Linked DNA regions of Anas platyrhynchos: region 1 is linked to region 2. The links are chromatin contacts, called in public Hi-C maps. All regions are on one chromosome and are shown on one strand. Each heading gives the region's core, a stretch centred on a gene start, on an enhancer-like site or on the middle of the called end of the contact. The rest is flanking DNA. Distances are from core to core; before and after follow the strand shown. Region 1 holds the start of LIN52 (lin-52 DREAM MuvB core complex component). Region 2 holds the start of NPC2 (NPC intracellular cholesterol transporter 2).

Region 1 (5,651 bases), core at 1,060-3,559, 190 kb before region 2:
AAAAAGATCTTTATGAGTAACCTTAGTGCTATAGTATTTTAGCTTTTAAGGCTTGTCTTTGTTGGTTTGACCTCCTTCTCACGCACACTTAAAAATTAAGTCTGCTTTGACATAACAAAACCATCAGGTAGGTCACTAAGAGAGAAGCTACTTAGGAAAAAAAGAACACTGGTTGCCCCAGAGTGACCGAATGAGCTTCAGGAACACAGCTTGCAGCCCATAACACTTCCACAAAGCACATCAAAATAGGTCTTTACAGAGAAGTTTTAAAAACTGCTGTCCAAATGCTTACTGCAAGGGTCAGAATTCTGGGCCCTTTGGTGCAGGACTCAGGCAAGTGCAAGTGCTACTCATCTAAGCTCATTTTGCACTGCACAGCATCCAGCCTCTAAATCCACAGTGAATATCACGGCACAGAGATGGAAATTTTCTCAAAGGAGAGAAGCTTCAGCTGCCAAGATTTTTACCTAGGACCGAGAGTGAAATTGATCTCTATCAGGACTTTACATGCAGCTGGCATCAAATCGTATCAGGTTGCACACATACGGGGTGAAAGGAAGCCGCCTGAAGTTCTGACATACTAATCACAGAGCCTTTCCATGAGCAAAATACAGTAAGCAGGGTTTAAGCTTCCTCTTCAGAGATCAGGCTTTTACTACACAGGGGAGATAAAGAAGGTCATCACTTTCCTAAGACTGACATTTCATGCGAAGAGGAAACTGAGAAGCAATTACACGGTGCTAAATCCATCTTAAGCTCCACGACTAAGCTTTCTCAAGACAGACATATACTTTCCCCTTTCGCCAGACGATTCAATGGAAGCACAGACCCTTGCTGCACAGCGACCGTTAGTATATAAGCAGCGGCTGCTTCACTCACTGGGTTGTGGATATCGATCCATTCTGTAGTTTTGGATTCAACAAACTTGCCATCGATGAACAGTTTGGTTGTTGGCTGTGGAGGACAAAACGCAGGCCAGTGAGTGATCTTTGTCTCAAGGTGCCCACGTGCCAATGTGCCTCATTACATGTAGGTCTTCATTTACCACTAAGCCTCATTTTTCCCCCACTTTCAAGCAAAATGGCTAAAGTTCTTTCAAAATCTGGTACAGAAAAAGTACATTGCTACTTATGTTCAGAGCTGTTTCAATCTATTTAAACACTATGTTACTAAGAAAATCAAAAACCCGCAATTCATAAATGTTTAGAAAAAAAAACAGTTAATAATTCACTTTGTGAGGATTCCACCCACCCGGTACAAACTGTACTACGTTCCTTTCCCATCAAACCACTAAGCGGGTTCATCTTTCAACCTCATAGCTGCAGGCACTAAGCTGGCCTTTCCCTGCCCCCCTGTGGTTCTGCAGCTGTGGGTGAGGAACCTGTGGGTGCTGAGTTCACAGCGATCGGATCGTCCTGGCAGGCAGCACGGAGGGAGGACACCACTTCCCAACTCACGTGCAGGGGAGAGGAAAAGGAAGGTTTGGGATAAGGGAGGGGGAATAAGAGGGTTGGGATGCCATTCGTGGTGTAATGAAGGGAGATCAGGGGGAGAATTCGGAAGATAAATGGGGCTGGCTTGGACAGGTGCTGGCAGCGAAAGGGGATGAGTGGGAAGAAGAAGGACAGAAAGGGCTGCAAGAAGCTGACAAAGCGGGACTGAGGTGCGAGCTGTCGCGAGGCTGGTAAGGGATAAGCAGGGAGGTAGGAGCAGGGCAGCGGGTGGAAAGCAAATCCCACTGCAGGTGGTTACGGGCAGGGCTGCGCTTAGCAAGGCACAGACCCTGCGCAGCCCCCGGAGGGGAGCTCGGGCACGCCAGCACCTGGCTGCCAGGCGAGGCCCCGAGCTCGACGCCTCCTCACAGCGCAATTTTGGATTATTTGAAAGGGGGAGGAGCCCCCCCACGCCCCCACCCCCCCACACCCCCCCGGGCACTCACCACAGCGGACGAGGAGGAGGCGGCGGCTGAGGCGACCCATGGCGCCCCGGCTCTCCGCGGCAGCTGCCAACACACAGACACGGCGCGGTCAGGGCGAGCTCCGCACCCCCTCCCCAGCTCCCTCCCCGCCGACCCAAAACCCCCTCAGGCTCCCGGAGCCGCCCCCGCGGTCCCGGCCCCGCCGCCTCACCCCCAGCGCCAAGCGCCGCCGCCCGCCCCAAGCCCCCCGCGCTGCCGCCGCCGCCGCCGCCGCCATGCCGGCCGAGGGTCCCTGCCCCCCCCACACCCCCCCACCCCTCCGCGGCGCCCCCTAGCCCCGCCCCCTGCTCTCCCATTGGCCCGCCGGGCTGAGGCCACGCCCTCTCCCCGCCCCTCCTCCTCCACCGCCCCCCGCTCCGGGCCGCTGATTGGCTGCGGGGGCGAAGGCGGGATTTTTATCCCCCTCCCCTCCACACTCCCCCCCTCGGCTGTGCTCACGTGACGCGGCAAGATGGCGGCTGCCGCGGACGGTGAGGCGGGGGGCGGCGGGCGCGGGCTCCCCCTCAGCGCTTCCCCCCCCTTCACCGCTTCCCCCCTCACCGCCGTCTCTTGCAGGCGCCGACCTGGAGGCCTCGCTGCTGAGCTTTGAGAAGCTGGACCGGGCTTCCCCGGACCTGTGGCCCGAGCAGCGTGAGTTTTGGGGGGCTGTGGAGGGTTTGGGGTGTGTGTGGGGGGAGCCCTGCCCGCCCCGCTCACGGCCGCTCTCTGTCTTGCAGTGCCGGGAGTCGCCGAGTTCGCCGCCTCCTTCAAAAGTGTAAGCCACCCGCTCTGGGTCTCCTCTGCTGCTGCCCGCCTCCTGGCCGAGCCTCCCCTCTGCAGCCTGGGGGGGAAGGAAGGGCTTTAAGCCTTAGGGAAGCCTCCTCTGGGTCCTCTCATTGGTTTGTGGGTGTCACTGCCCTGCTTTAACCCCTAAAACGTCCAGGGGAAGGTAGAAAACAAGGTTAAGCGTTAAACTATCCCCACAGAGCTCCTGGAACCCTCATCTTTCCTGTCAGTTAAACTGGCCTTAACTTCTAGGTTAAACTTCCTTGTATGTTCCCAAAGATGCCCTGGTCTGAGCACGGTCTGTTTTCTGCTTCTTCTTTTCTTTTCCAAACCAGCCCATTACGAGTTCTCCTCCCAAATGGATGGCTGAGCTGGAAAACGATGATATAGATATGTTAAAGGGTGAGTATGGGTGCTGGGGGGAGTAGGGCTGTCAAAGCAGGTGGGAATTCGGTGCCTATAAAAAACAAGGGTTAAAGGGCTTGCTTCTGAACCCTTCCGGACGTGTAGGGATCCTTCTGGGCTGTTCAACATTTCTTTCAGAGTTTTTGTCCTGGATGTCTAACAGCTTGTGCTTTTATTATTTTTATTTTCATTATCCCATTAATTTATTTCACTTCTGAAAGCAAGAAACTCCTATCAGTGAGCCCTGTGGCTTCTGATCTCTAGCCTTTGTATTTGCAGAATCTCCAGTTTAAGGATCTAGATTAGCAGTCTCTCTACCTTGTCAATTACTTGAATTTTTTGTTACTCCTGTCATCTCCAGGAAAATACCCTGACATCAAAGGCTGTCTGTTTTTTTCAAAACAAGCAAGTAAGAAATAGTTAAACCTGTGTAACATTATACGTTATGTTATGTAGTAGGTGTCTCCTGTTGTTGAGAAGAGGCATAAAGGTTTTTTTGTTTTTTTTTTGGTAGACCCCAAATGATTAAGCTTGGTGAGTAGCTTAGATTTGTTGAGTGGCTTGTTGAATGATGCTGTGTGAGTGTGTTTTCACTCTTGTACCTGAGATCTCCAGTGGAATGGTTGTTTGTAAGGCTGTATGAAAAGCTGCAGAAAGGCTAGCTAGCATATGGATTTGCTGCGTATTACAGGCATTTGTAGTAATCTTCCTTGAGCTTGCTCTTCTTTCTCATGTGAATTCCAGGTGAATTGTTCTGTGAGGGAAGTAGGACAAACTGCTTTTTATATGGCTATAACTTTTTGCTGGTTCTCATGTATGAGGTGTAAGGATTAAAGAACACAGTCTGTGCAGTTCAAACTGAAATTGTAGGAAGTATTATTTGAATGCTCTGAAATAGTAAACGTATAAACTGCCAGACTAGAGGTCTGTAAACAAGCCAGAGGTCTACAGACAGTGTTAAAAAAGGTGGTTTTCTCTCCTTTTAGAGTTGGGGAGCCTCACTACAGCTAACCTGATGGAGAAGGTTCGTGGCCTGCAGAACTTGGCTTACCAGCTGGGATTGGATGAATGTAAGTTCTATGTATGGATGTGACCGACTGTGGTGCAAATCTTCCCACTAAAACATGTGCTTGTGGTACACCTCTAGTTGGAAAAGGGTGTTGACAGATTTGGCAAATATCTCACAGTTGTGGAGGTGCAGTAGGAGATCTGATTGGAAAGTGTGCTACCCTGAACAAGTCTACCCTGGGTGCAATGAAGACTAATGGGGTGCATTTAGAATTTCTTATCTTTGGGTTTTGACTTCTAGTTTGAATGTTAAGGTCTAGTAATGTGATAACACAGTAATTTGTGACCTTCAGAAACAGGGAGAGGGCACCTGCACAACAGAATGCCTGCTGCTCCAGCTTACGGTCTACCTGTGTGGGGGAAAATATCTTAGCAGTAATTATCAGATACCACTTTGACTTATATTTGACTTAAATAAATCAGGTAACTTTCCTTCAGTTCCTGTACAGATGCTGAAGGTATTTCTTTGAATATTTGTAGCAGTACTTTTGTGAAACTTTGTGTAATGCCTACACCTTGAGACTTGTGTGTAGGATTTTGCTAGCCATTAGTGCTCATGCTTCTTCCTGTTTCTGTACTTGCTGTATTTTTTTATAGTCAGCTGTAGCAGGAGGTGCTGTCGCTGCATTCTAAAATTGACTTTCATCCCACTTAACCAACAACCATTTTTTACCAATTTTTTTGAAGCTGCTGCTTTCATAATCACATTTAGAACTGTTGTTAACAGGTTGATCCAGCTTTGAAGATTTCAAGGGAGATTGTGCTTCCTTTAAGCACTACCTGTGCACGTTGACACATTTAACTTTCTTTGCTTAATTTTGGCCTTTCATAGACTTTAGCTGCAGTTACTCTTGCTCTATGCACAGAGCTTTGAAAGCTTACCAACAGTAAGCCTAGAATGCTTTGATGCTTTCTTATCAACAGGTCATTAAGACTGAACACACTCCATGCACTTAAATTTATTTTACTTTCAGTGCTAATACCTTTTAAGATTGTAAGAAGCATTTAGGGGTATAGAAGTTATACTTCAATGATGGAAATCTTAGTCAAATACAAAGACTGGCTGATTGGCTCTCCCAGTTAAGCTGTAGGCTTACACATCAAAGAGCTTTGCTATGCTAAATGGAGTTTAAGCGGAGTATAAGTTACATTAAGTGCACAAAGCTTAGAAATGTTTATGTTGCATTTATTTTTACTGAGAACAAATAAATACGAATAGACCAAGTGAGGAAAAAACCGTTTGAGATCTGAGATTTAAAACCGTTAGTCTATGGTAACTGAATTCTTGAATTTTTAAGGCTTATGAAAGCTCTCTTCGTGTTTGTAACTAGTTGTCAATGAAGTCTACTTTCCTTTAACCTGTAATATACATAATGCTTTGTATGTCATAACATACACATTCATCTTAGGAAAATTTTCACAGAAAATGAAGTAC
Region 2 (5,603 bases), core at 441-2,940:
ACAGGCAGGGGCCCAGAGGAGCTGGTATCAATCCAGTTATCTGCAAAGAGTTGATGAATCCTCAGATCAGGCACAGTGGAACACTTGATGCTTTTAAAAACATTGGGGGTGTTTCCTGAGTTATTATCAATGTGCTGTCCCAAAAGCAGATGACCTGTGGAGGAGTGAATCAAGAACTCTTGGGAGAAAAGGGGGAGGATGGTGCCTGCTTCCCACACTGTACTGGCTTTTCTTCTGCAGGGTGTACTGGACTATCACGGGTGTTTCATGGCCCCATGCTGTGCCTGCAAACACCTTTGGGGGATTTGATATAGCTTCTTTCTAGCTGCCTTCAGTTTTGCCAGCGTTGAGTGTCAGAAATCTGACATGTATCTTCAAGGCATTTCTGGATGTTGGTCAGACCATTATTGTAGCCTGAGAAAATGAGGGAGAGATGAGCTAGCCTCAGTCAGAGTTAATTTAGTCTAATTAATAATCCATGACTTTGATGAGTGATTCAGGTGCTGGGATCAAACGTTCTGAGTGGCTGGTAGAGGTCTGTGTAACTAAGGAGAAGAGCTATTTCTTTGCACCTTTTTATTATCAGTAATTACTTTTTCTTTCTGCCAGCTATGCGGCAAGGGGGTGTTTTTGTCTCATCCAGAGTTACAGCCTACATTTTATTCCTTCCTAGGCTGTGACTTTGTTGGTTTTGTGGTTGCTGATAGCTTGATGTAATCTGTTCTTAGGTTTGATCATACTTTGTTTTCCTCTCCTTATTCAGGTCTGCGTCCCCTAGGTTTGGGGAACTCCTTTAGCTCTCTTTAAGCACCCTGTATTGAAGAGGTCTGCCAGTGAGCTGAATTCTACAGCTATTCTACTCTCGTCTCCTCTGCAACGTGTATGTTCAAGGCATCTTGTACTTGTTTCAGTGGAAAACTGAGCTTGTTTCAGTGATTCAGAAACAGATGATGCTAAAACCTCTGACATGGCTGTTGAATGCAAGAGTGGCTTGTGACACATTTTAGTGTGAATTTTGATGATCTACAGCAAAAGGAGCGTGTTCTGGCTATAGGAGCGGTAGAAAATGATTAGTCCCTGTATGTGTATTTTCTCGAAAATACAACTTCTGTGTTTGCTGCTGCTACAGTGCCTGCAGGTGTATCTGTTTACTGGGCTACAAGTGCAGCGCTGTTACAGGGATTTACGTTCGTTGGGTGTAGCTGGCTCATAAAGTGGAACCTTAGACTTTTTCCCCGTGTAATGGAGTTGCTTGGACTTCATGAGTGAAGACCTCGAGTGTCAGCCTTGCTGTGAAGACTTTCCTGTTAACTTTCTTTTTCTCCCAGAGTTTCTGTGCCTCACCACAAGCTCCGCGTGACGGCGGTAACCTGGGGGGAAGCTGTGCCGCAGAACGAGGCCGGCCTACAGCTGAGGCGAGCCTTGCTGAAGTATTTTGAAGTGGTGGGCGCCGTCATGGATCAGAAAGGGACACGGGCGAGTTGTGTGAGGCTTGCGCTGAACGCTTCGCCCTGCAGCATCTGAGCTTTGGTGCTAAAACCAGCGTGGTGTTTACACACGGTGCGTGCTAAAAGCACAGGGCAGGCGCTACTTCTTTCGTATACAAGGCCTTGTCCGTCCTGCTATAAACCCAGACTTCTTTTTTTTTATCAACCCGCCCCCGTGCTCCGGGGCGGGCCCAGGGGCGGGCCGGGCCGGCCCCGCCGCGCTCATGTGACGCGGCCGCCGCTGCCCGGCCCCGTCCCGGTCCCGGTCCCGCTGTGGGTCCCGGTCCTGCCGCCATGGTGCCGCCGCCTCTCGCCCTGCTGCTGCCTCTCCTCGCCACCGCCCTGGCCGAGCCCCTGCGCTTCGTGGATTGCGGTGAGCCCCGGCCCCGGGAGCCCCGGGGGTGGAGGGGCCCGGCCCCCAGCCCCTAGGGAGCGGGTGCAGCCCCAGCCCGTGACCCTGCCTCTGCTCCTCGCAGGTTCCAAAGACGGCAGCATCCAGGAGGTGAATGTGAGCCCCTGCCCCACGCAGCCCTGCCAGCTCGTCAAGGGCACGTCCTACAGCATCAACGTCACCTTCTCCAGCAGTAAGTACCGGGTGGGGGCCTCTCTGCTGCCCTGCGGGGTCACCGGGGTGGCTGGAGAGGGGCTCTGGGGGGGGAGAAGCTGCTGAGGAGCAAGAGCACTGCTCAGCGTGTTCTCTGTGGCCTCCACACAAGGCCGTAACACAGAAACGTGTTTCCCTGCTCTGGTGCCGCACTCACACTTTTCCGTGTCCCGCAGAGATCGAGAGCCAGGGCAGCAAAGCAAAGGTGTACGGCGAGATGCTGCACGTGGACATACCCTTTCCCATCCCTGAGCCCGACGGGTGCAAGTCTGGGATCCAGTGCCCCATTCAGAAGGGGCACTCCTACAGCTACCTGAATAAGCTCCCCGTGAAGAGCGAGTACCCTAGTGTAAGTGAGCAGGAACCCAGTCTGCTCCTCAGAGCTACCTTTGTCCTGGGGCAGTCCCACAACCCACCTCTAAGGAGTGATTTCTTGTCCTCCGGTAGTAGGGAGCAGGTTAGAAGAGTTCGGGCCACCTAGTGTCACTTCTGCTATGAGCAAGCTTCTGTTTCTAGTTCCTGTTTTGGGATAGATCCAGTGGAGGAAGCGGCCTAGCTCCAGCTGCTCAGAAGTGGTTTCAGCTGCCTCAATATCTGTCTCTTGAGTGCTGGTTTCATACGTAGCCTCCCCGCAGAGCCTGCTGCTCTCAGATTTGGGGTGTTCAGCTGCAGGATGCAGTTCGGTTGGGATGCCGCAGGTTGTTTCCACTCTGCTTATTCGGAGAGTGAGGTTCTCAGTGCAGCGTGTGGAAGGCTCTTGTGTCACACAACAGAACCCTCCTTCCGTGTAACATACTGCAGGAGTCACCGTGTGTGGCCTACTTAACGTGGCCAGGGCAGTGCCCCAGCTCTGTCCTCTTTCCACAGAGCTATTGGGACTTCCTTGCTCAACAGATGATTGAAACTGCCCTCTGTCCTTGTTTTGCTGTCTCCTAAATGCTCTCACTTCCCTCTTCTCTCTTTCAGATTAAACTGATTGTGAAGTGGGAGCTGGTGGATGACCAGGACCAGATGTTGTTCTGCTGGAAGATACCAGTGCAGATCACCAGCTGAGGAGCCCTGCTCTTAGTAGGGCTTGGGGAGGGGAGAAACAGAAAGAAGACAACACAGGCCAAATTCTTTTATATAAGTATTTCTTACTGCTTCCTTCAGGGCTCTGCAGCCTCTGAGCAGCTAGTACTGTGTTCCTGCAAGCTCAGCTGTGGGCAGAGAGCCCTCACTCCTCTAAGAGCCCTCTGGTGTGTTCTCACAGCAGCTCAAGGGGGAGCAGTGTCTGCTGCTGTCACCAGGAGAGACTGAGCGTTAGGGCATTGTCCTCCGGGTTCTCTGTGGAGGCACTTCAGTTGTTTGCAGTGGAGCTGTCTGTCCTCACAAAGAAGTTTCTCCACAGTGAACCTGGCTAGTGTCTGAGCTGCTACCTGGTAATCCTTCAGTGCCTCTTGTAGAATGCTGGCTACATCCACCCTCACCCTCCTGTGCTTTTCCTGCTCCACTGTGACCGGGATGCTTCTGGGACCTGTGTTTTCCACCCTTACAGCCGAAGGAGAGGGACGAAGAGGAGGTTTTTCCTGAGCTGGCAGCGCGGTCCTGGGCCAGCAGGACTGTGGCTGGGAAAACTTCCTTTTTGTGGATGCAACGCCAAATGGCATTCAATGTCTGCAGGGATGATTCTTTCTCTAACCAATGGCTTGCACTGTCAACCAACCGGGAGCTGCTGGGAGCTCCCGAACCTCTTTTTATAACTTTCCTTTTAATAAAGGCTAAAGAAAAACGACGTGTGCTGTCTTCTGTAGGTAGAGCTGCGAGCTCCTTTGTGTGTGAAGGAGGTGGGTGTGAGCGGAGCCCCTGGGGGCTGGAGTTGGCTCCCGCAGCTGGTGCTGGGCTGGGACAGATAAGCGAGTGTTTGGCCTGGCAAGGCTCTGCGAGGGGACGCTGGTATCCCTTGGCAGGGGGAAGACAAGCACGATTCTGACCCAGCCCCAGTGTCTTGAGCCACAGGGCCCAAAATAAATGTTTTATTTAACAACATGAGAGAAGTTTCCAGCAGACTCGGTTAAAAAAAAAAAAAAAAAAGTCACCATCAACTTTACAGAAAAACGAAGCTGGAACCTCACCCCCCTGCCCACTCACCCCCAGCCAGTGCGGGCAGGGGTGGGGAAGCGCCTGGGGCGAGCCCCCCGTGGGGTTCCCCCAGCCTCTGTGCCACGTGGAGAGGGTGGGCAGCAGCTTTGGGGAGCCGGGGCTGTCCTCCCCAGGGCAGGACCCGTGGCGCGGGGCAGGCTGGCCGCTAGCTCAGTGCAGCAGTGATGCTCGCCCTGGGGAGGCGAGCCCAGCCTCTGTGGGGTGCAGGGAGGAGCTGGGGCTGCGTGGCAGGGGAAGGCGTCCTGCGAGCCCCCGCGGTGCGTGGCACGGTGGCGGGTGCAGCGGGGGCCAGGCTGGGGAGGGCTCTGCTGTGGCAGAAGCGGGGGCTGGCAGTGAGGAGGGGGGTACAGAGGCCGGGAGCTCAGCCCTGGGAAGGTGGCGAGGGAGTTGTGCGCTTTGGAGGGGAGGGGGCGAAGGGCTCGGAAGCAGCCACAGCCCCGGGGACCCTTCTCCGCGCCGCCGGGTCCCAAAGCAGCGTTGCCGGCGGGGAGCACCCCCACCGCCGCTCCCCTAGAGCTACGCTGCCGCCGGGCTCTGGGCTGTGTGGGGCACGCAGTGGTGGGGCTGGGCCAGGGCCACGTAGCCGGGCGAGCAGCGGCAGCGGTAGGAGCCCTCCGTGTTCTCGCAGGTGCCGCCCTGGCACAGGGGCGCAGGGCCGCCCACCTCGTCGCACTCGTTGATGTCTGCAAGGAGGAGAAGGGGGGGGTGAGGCAGTGGCGTGACATGACCCAGTGTCTCCTCGTGCCCCTGCCAGCCCCCTCAGGCTGCTCTGTCTTCCCCAAGCACCTCCAGGCTGCCCCCCGTGACTCCATCAGCCCTCATCATGCAGGGCTGCACCCTACCCGTTTGGCTCACCGCTTTGTTCAGCTCATTTGCAGAGCTCCCCTTGTGACATCCCCAAATTTGGCACCAGCAGTACAGGATGGAGCCCCAATACAGGGCTCCACATGCTAAGCAGCCAGGCACCCCCCCAGGCAGCCCAGCAGCTTCCCGCTGACACGTTGTGCCAGCCTGGGATCTGGGAGAAAGGCTGCCTCCAGCCTTGGAAAATGCCCTTTGCTGGGCTGACAAGGCTGGGAGGCAGATGATGGTGACCCTGAGAGGCCAGTTATCACCTCCAGGACCAGAACAGAAAGGAACCTCGCACTGCACAAACAAGGCCTTGTTTTATTAACCTGCAAACTGTGCCAAAGTGCTCGTGCAGGAGCCCTGCTCGGCAGCACAGGCAGGCAGAGCAGCCCCCAGCACAGAGGCACCCAAAGGCCAGCAGCAGCGAGGCACTAGCAGTGAGCACCGAGCCGTGGGGCTGTCCCACACCAGGCAGGGCTGTGGGATCAGGACGAGCTGATGGGCTGCACCCCGCAGCCGCA

What was found. A called contact is a pair of places that touch in the nucleus more often than the background predicts.
Region 1: a contact with region 2 is called in a Hi-C map of skeletal muscle, with 3 times the contacts expected there. The contact joins the promoter of LIN52 here to the promoter of NPC2 in region 2. A contact is called at or near these places in 3 of 8 Hi-C or Micro-C datasets (liver, skeletal muscle and subcutaneous adipose tissue).

Annotation. Positions count from the first base shown.
Region 1 is chr5:24,584,668-24,590,318 of IASCAAS_PekinDuck_T2T, reverse strand. LIN52 (lin-52 DREAM MuvB core complex component) reads left to right here and starts at 2,309. Exons shown (of 6, transcript XM_027459621.3): 1 at 2,309-2,448; 2 at 2,534-2,608; 3 at 2,695-2,732; 4 at 3,079-3,145; 5 at 4,135-4,218. The coding sequence starts at 2,430. It overlaps ALDH6A1 (aldehyde dehydrogenase 6 family member A1), which reads right to left and starts at 2,232. Exons shown (of 12, transcript XM_038179530.2): 1 at 2,130-2,232; 2 at 1,940-2,002; 3 at 880-954. The coding sequence starts at 2,195.
Region 2 is chr5:24,397,810-24,403,412 of IASCAAS_PekinDuck_T2T, reverse strand. NPC2 (NPC intracellular cholesterol transporter 2) reads left to right here and starts at 1,690. Exons shown (of 4, transcript XM_027457745.3): 1 at 1,690-1,860; 2 at 1,964-2,071; 3 at 2,268-2,440; 4 at 3,058-3,865. The coding sequence starts at 1,782. The coding sequence ends at 3,144. LTBP2 (latent transforming growth factor beta binding protein 2) reads right to left here. Exons shown (of 35, transcript XM_072038456.1): 35 at 4,072-4,916. The coding sequence ends at 4,750.